2 separate regions of the Rattus norvegicus genome follow, and region 2 is linked to region 1. A link is a contact called in public Hi-C data. All regions are on one chromosome and are shown on one strand. Each heading gives the region's core, a stretch centred on a gene start, on an enhancer-like site or on the middle of the called end of the contact. The rest is flanking DNA. Distances are from core to core; before and after follow the strand shown.

What was found. Hi-C and Micro-C count contacts between places; a contact is called where the count stands out from the background.
Region 2: a contact with region 1 is called in a Hi-C map of liver, with 2.9 times the contacts expected there. The contact joins the promoter of Fkbp3 here to the promoter of C6h14orf28 in region 1. A contact is called at or near these places in 3 of 12 Hi-C or Micro-C datasets (frontal cortex, liver and mammary epithelial cells).

The regions. Positions count from the first base shown.
Region 1 is chr6:88,700,537-88,703,364 of GRCr8, forward strand. It overlaps C6h14orf28 (similar to human chromosome 14 open reading frame 28), which reads left to right and starts at 1,282. Exons shown (of 5, transcript NM_001108025.1): 1 at 1,282-1,364.
Region 2 is chr6:88,860,399-88,863,240 of GRCr8, forward strand. It overlaps Fkbp3 (FKBP prolyl isomerase 3), which reads right to left and starts at 1,354. Exons shown (of 7, transcript NM_001106736.2): 1 at 1,224-1,354. The coding sequence starts at 1,331. It also overlaps a transcript of Fancm not described here.

The sequences.
Region 1 (2,828 bases), core at 32-2,531:
AAAACGCAGCAAGAATCTACAGAAGCCAGAAAATTAAAAAGAATGCCTTGTAGTTAGAATTCTTTGGATATCTTTTTCCTCTCTCTGCTTAGAGAACTATGTTTCCTCTCACCCTTACCTGCACCCAAGCTTTTTTGCCAGCCTGCATACCTCCATCTAGAGAGATTTGTGTATAAAGTCCTCCTACAGCCTTGCATAAACATTGTATCGTTCAAGAAGGTCCCATACGAGAAGGCGTCCACCTTCCTTAAGCTCAGCCTGTGAAAATGCCCATCTAATGACCTGGCGATCAGCGCTTCGCATCTGCCCTCCTGGATTAGGGAATCCAGACCCCTATACAGTCTTTATTCAAAGATTGAATGGTACTCTCATCATCTCCAGTTCTGCCTGAGAGTAGAGGTAGTGTTTCTGAGGAGTATTCTCCAGGTACAGAGCTACACAGGGCTTTAATTCTTTGGAAATTAAAAAGTTACTAATGAAATGAATTGTGAGTAAAGCCACAAATTCTTGAGCATCTGTCACTTGCTGTGTAGAACCTTATCTCTAACTTTTTGAACACTACAATGGTGCTTAAGCTATCTACGTATTAATAGCGTTCCCTTCCACTGCAAAATATGCTATGGCTAATCTTAAACAGTATTTAAGATGGCAATTCAATTTTTTTCATAGATACTTATTTCAAATACATATACATATACAAATGATTATTCTCCCATAGTCATAAGATGCTAAGAAAAATACATGTATGCTTTCTCTTTCTGAATTAAGGATTCCAAAGACCTAGAATCAAACTAAAATCAATACTGGTCCAAAATGGGTACTAACTTCAAAAGGCCAAGCAGTTCCAGCCCAGACAGCTGCGGCTCAGGCAAAACCCAGCCCATTTCCGGCTACCCCACCCACCTTGTCACGCTGGGACCCCGCCCCTCTCGTCAGGACCCGCCCTCCTACACCTGATCCTGTCTCCGATTGGGCAAGTCTGAAGACTGTACACACACCCGACACGCGCACGCTGGGCGGGGCCTTCGCGCCTGCGTAGCCTCGCGGCCGGCGGCTGGCCTGGCCGGGCTGGGGGGAGGGGGCGGCCCGCGGAATCCTGCTCCGTAACAAGCGACGCGCCGCGCCCCGCGGTCCCGGCTGCGTGGGCCGCTCGGGTGGGGCTGGGCGCTGCGGCTGCGGTGGCTCCCGCCGCGGCGGGCGCGATGGAGGCCGTGCCGGAGCCCCGCACGCTTGCCGGGGCCGGCCAAGGCAGCCGGAGGAGCTGGTAGATGCGGCGGCCGCGGCGGCGGCGGCCCGGGCTCTCCATGAGCGAGCGGCGGCGGCGACGGGTGCGGCGGCACCGGCGGTCTTCGGTCCCGCGGGAGGTAGGCGCAGAGGACCCGCCTGCGGCCCGGAGGCCTGGCTGCCACGGCGGGAGGGTGGGCGTGGCCGCGCGGGCATGGACTACCCCCACTCCCACCCCCACCCCCGGACAGCAAGTCCCGCGCCCCTCGGTAGTGCGGTGTTCGGTTCCCGCGACAGGTGGTCCAGTCCTCTGGGGAATGCAGTGTGACCCCCCTGGGTATGACAGCTCGGGAAAAGGGGGTCCTGTTAGCGGAGAAACTGAGGTTGGGGAGTTTCCCAGGCTCAGTCCACCTGAAGGCGCTGGGATGGAGGCAGGTAAGAACCAGCCCAGTTCATCCATCAGTGACTACGTACCAAAAACTCCGAGCTGTTTGAGCTATTTCATTAAAGCTCTTTGCTCCATCTCTCCCTTTTCTTTCCTTCTTTAGTTTTATTTGTTTAAGTATTACTGCAATTTACATTTGAACAACTGACCAACTTTTTGCTAGAATTTTAAGTGTTCCCAAGAGCTTCCAGCCTTGCCTCTAAAGTTAGGTTTGTGCCTTATATATCATGCGGTCTAAATGGTGCAGATTATAATCATTGCTTTTCAGAGCTCTGGTTACCATTCATTTGACCACATCCAAGAGGTAGAAAGAGATCTACATTAGAATAAAAAATATAATCTGCAATTTTAGTTTCAACAGAAACGCTAAGGATTTAGGCTTCCTTTCCCAGTATAATATTTAGGAATCCAAAGTCAAGCATCTAAACCTTGCTACAGAAATTCTTTAAAATTCAAGAGATAAAATTCAGATCGCAAAAAGTTTTTATCATTTTAAAAAAATACTTGAATGTCTTAGGTTTTTTTTTTAACTCTAAATGAAACTGATCAGTTTATCTTAAGAAACTTGTTTCCTCATGTTTCCAGATTTGTCACACTGCTATTTCAAAGTGATTGATGAGAGCCAATGTTAACAGTCTCTAAACACCCGGGATTCTAACCAAATATAGTACTACATAATTTAGAATGCAGTATCTTGTCTCAAGTAGGAAGCAGTGAACATGTGTTTAATGCACAACGGAATTTGCTACCACAGAATAGTTTTGAACTTAATTTTGGACGTAAAACTCAGGTTTAGAGTTGGGTTTGTGTTAGCTTTAGGAATATGTGATATTTGAAAAGAAAAGGTAGTCCAAGTGAGAGACTGACTTAAGCCATTTCTTTCTCTGGTTTTTGTCACTCAGATAAATGCCCTTAAACACCTCTGGAAGTAACACTAGAAAGCAGTGTTGTTATATATAGTTTTTTTTCCCAAATAAAGCCAGGCTATTTTTACAAAACAATTTCAACAGGGACTGTTTTTTCTTTAATTGCTTATGTAACATACATAGGATGCAAACACCCTTATTAAAATAGTGTCAGTGACTCTAAAGACAGTGTTTGGCTGTCCTCAAGGTTAGGAGAAGGAGAGGAGGCAGTTTAAAGGGGAAGGACACTCCAT
Region 2 (2,842 bases), core at 104-2,603, 160 kb after region 1:
CAAACACAGGTCTCCAGGTTACTGCACATGCTCCAAAATATGGGCTGAACCATATCCTGATGCCATGTGTGAGAGTTCCTGAATCTCCCAACGAGATCTTAAGTGAAAAAACAATCTTTTCAAAGGAACCCAGAAACTTTTTTAAACTGAAATAGCAGGACTCTAAAAACACAGGCATGAATAGGTGAATGATGACTGGAAAATACGCATTTAAATGTCTGTCACCAAATTCATTTTCACTTTGGAATCACACAACACTCACTATTTTGACATTTTAGATTCTGGAAAACTGTAGGAAAACCTAATTTAGGCCGCACTTTCTATTTCTGAACAGTAGATATGTGCACAACGTGTACCATCATTCAACAATTTAGCTGAGGTATGGAACAGGACATATATGGCGCAGGGCTGTTATCCCTAGCACTTTCGAGGTGAATGTGAGGTGAGTGTGAGGCTAGTCTGGGCTATGTAAGATGCTGCCTCCAAAACACATTAAGGAGTTGGGGGGTGAGGGTGGACGGAATGAATGACCCTTTCTGAAGGACAAGAAGTCAAAGTCTAACAAAATAATCCTGTGACTACAAAATGGGTGGCTAATATGCAGACAAGGCTGAAAACTGCATTATACAACTAGAATTTTTCAAATCTGCGTGCTTATAATCATAGAAGACCACAATATTAAAAATTCGCATTTAATTCCCCTAAGGTATTTTGTAAAAGGCTTTGGAACGAAAAAGTTAAAACACTAATACATGGGTTTTTGAAAATCACAGATTATAGTTCATTGTATTTAGGACCAGTGTATTTAATACACTGGTAAGACAAACAAGATGCACACGAGACTCCCTCACAGCTTTACACCCCTCCCATTTCCCAGTGGCCAGCACACTCTGAGCCCGGGAAGCATGCACTCCCCGTTCCTCGCCCCCGCCTGAGACGCCAACATTTCAAGGTTCCTTTTTCTCAGGTCCTCGGCCCTCACAGATCCCAACTGAGATTTAAATCTACGATCGCAGCTCCTTGGCCTAGGAAACAAGGGCTGATCCCCGCAGAAACTGGGGCGGCCCAAGGGGTGGGAGCTCACGCGGGCCGCTCGGGCCTGGCCAGCACGGGCCACAGAAGGCGAGGGCGGGGGCACGGAGGAATCCGGTATGTAAGGCATCTCCGGGGGGGTGAAGTGGCCCCGGGACGCCCCAGCCCGGCCGCCCAGAAGCCTTTGGTACCGAATCTGAACCGTGATCCTGCAGAAACTTGATAATGTCCTTCTTGGGCAGCTGCTCGCTGCGCAGCTGCTCCACGGTCCATGCACGCTGCGGAACAGCCGCCGCCATCTTCCCCCGCTGCTGCTGCTGCACTGAGCCAGCCCGCCTCAGCCCGGCGCTGCCCCGCCCCCAGGGCGTGGCCCGGGTTTGCGCCACGCTCTAGGGGTGGGTCCTATGCCTTGCTGAGTCAGCCCACATATTCTACGCAGCCCCACCCCTGAAGCGTGGCCTGGGCATGCGCCATGCTCGAGGGGGCGGGACTTCTGCCATTCTTAGTCTTCTTGGGGCCTGCAGGGAAACTCAGGGGCGGGGCCGCCGTCGTCCTAAAGGGGATTGAGACGTGGGCTAGGGTGATGTCAAGGCTGGGTTGTGAGAGCCTTGTTGAGTAGAAAGATCTGTGGTAGTCGGTTAGCCTGATGAACGCAGTGATGATGTCAAAGCTTATTTTGACGCTTTCTAAGCCCCACCTGTTTATTATTTACGGCCTACTACGTCTTTAAAAGTACAGATTGTAAACTCTTTAAAGAAAATAACAGCATTCGAGTTTTCTGTTTCGTTTTATCTAGTTCTATTCTAATCTTATCTAAATTGACTTAGTACTTGTCCATCAAACAATTTTCACAAAACTAAATGGAAACCTCCCCCAACAGAGTTTTGCCTACAAATTTAGAAGCTTGAATAAAACAATGCAATTAAGCTACACTTAAAATACATCTTTCCGATACAGCAGGAGCTACGTGTGTTTGTACTTTGCTTCAGTAACTGAGGGAACAGAGATTTACTAAAATTGTACTGGTACCCAAGTCTGAAAGCAGAAAGCTATGACTAACAGAACTGCACAAGAACGCTTACTGCTCTAAATCTGTATGCCTGAAGCACTCAGGAGCCTGTATAGCCCTTTACAAGCTGAGGCAGGACATTGGCCAGCTCAAGACCATTTTGATCTACATGCTCAGTTCCAGACCAGAGTGAGCCTCCGAGCAAGACCTTTGTGTGAAACAAGAACATACGGAGGGAAACAGAAAAAGAAATACCATGACAAAAATTTGTTTTAGTTTCTCAATACAGAGCCAGATTACATTCACTTTCTTTAGACAGGCAAAACATTAAAGTTGCCATTTGTAACATGAGACTGCATTTTCTCAGGATAAATGGAGAAAAATATTAATTATTTAACTCTACTTTTGCTTTTACTCTCATCTTCAGGTTTAAATATTCAATCATTTTACGGTCACAATGGATGCTTGCCCTGGGATCACAAAGTTATGTATCTTAACATTGTATGTAGTAGTATCAGGTTAACAGTGATACCTCATTTGAAGAAGAGCAAAAACTACATTCTATTTACTCATGTTACTCTTGGCCTAGCAACTCTGGTAACCAAGGATAACCTTGACCTCATGATTCTCCAGACATCACCTCAGGCCAGAGCCACCACTCCAGGTTTGAGAATACATTTAAACCCGCTAGGGAAAGGGAAGAGTACAAAACAAAACAAAACTTGCAAAGGCGACTAAATCCAGACACTCGCCCAACTTCGCTCAACACGCATGCGTTTCAGCTGGTTTCCGGAATGGCAA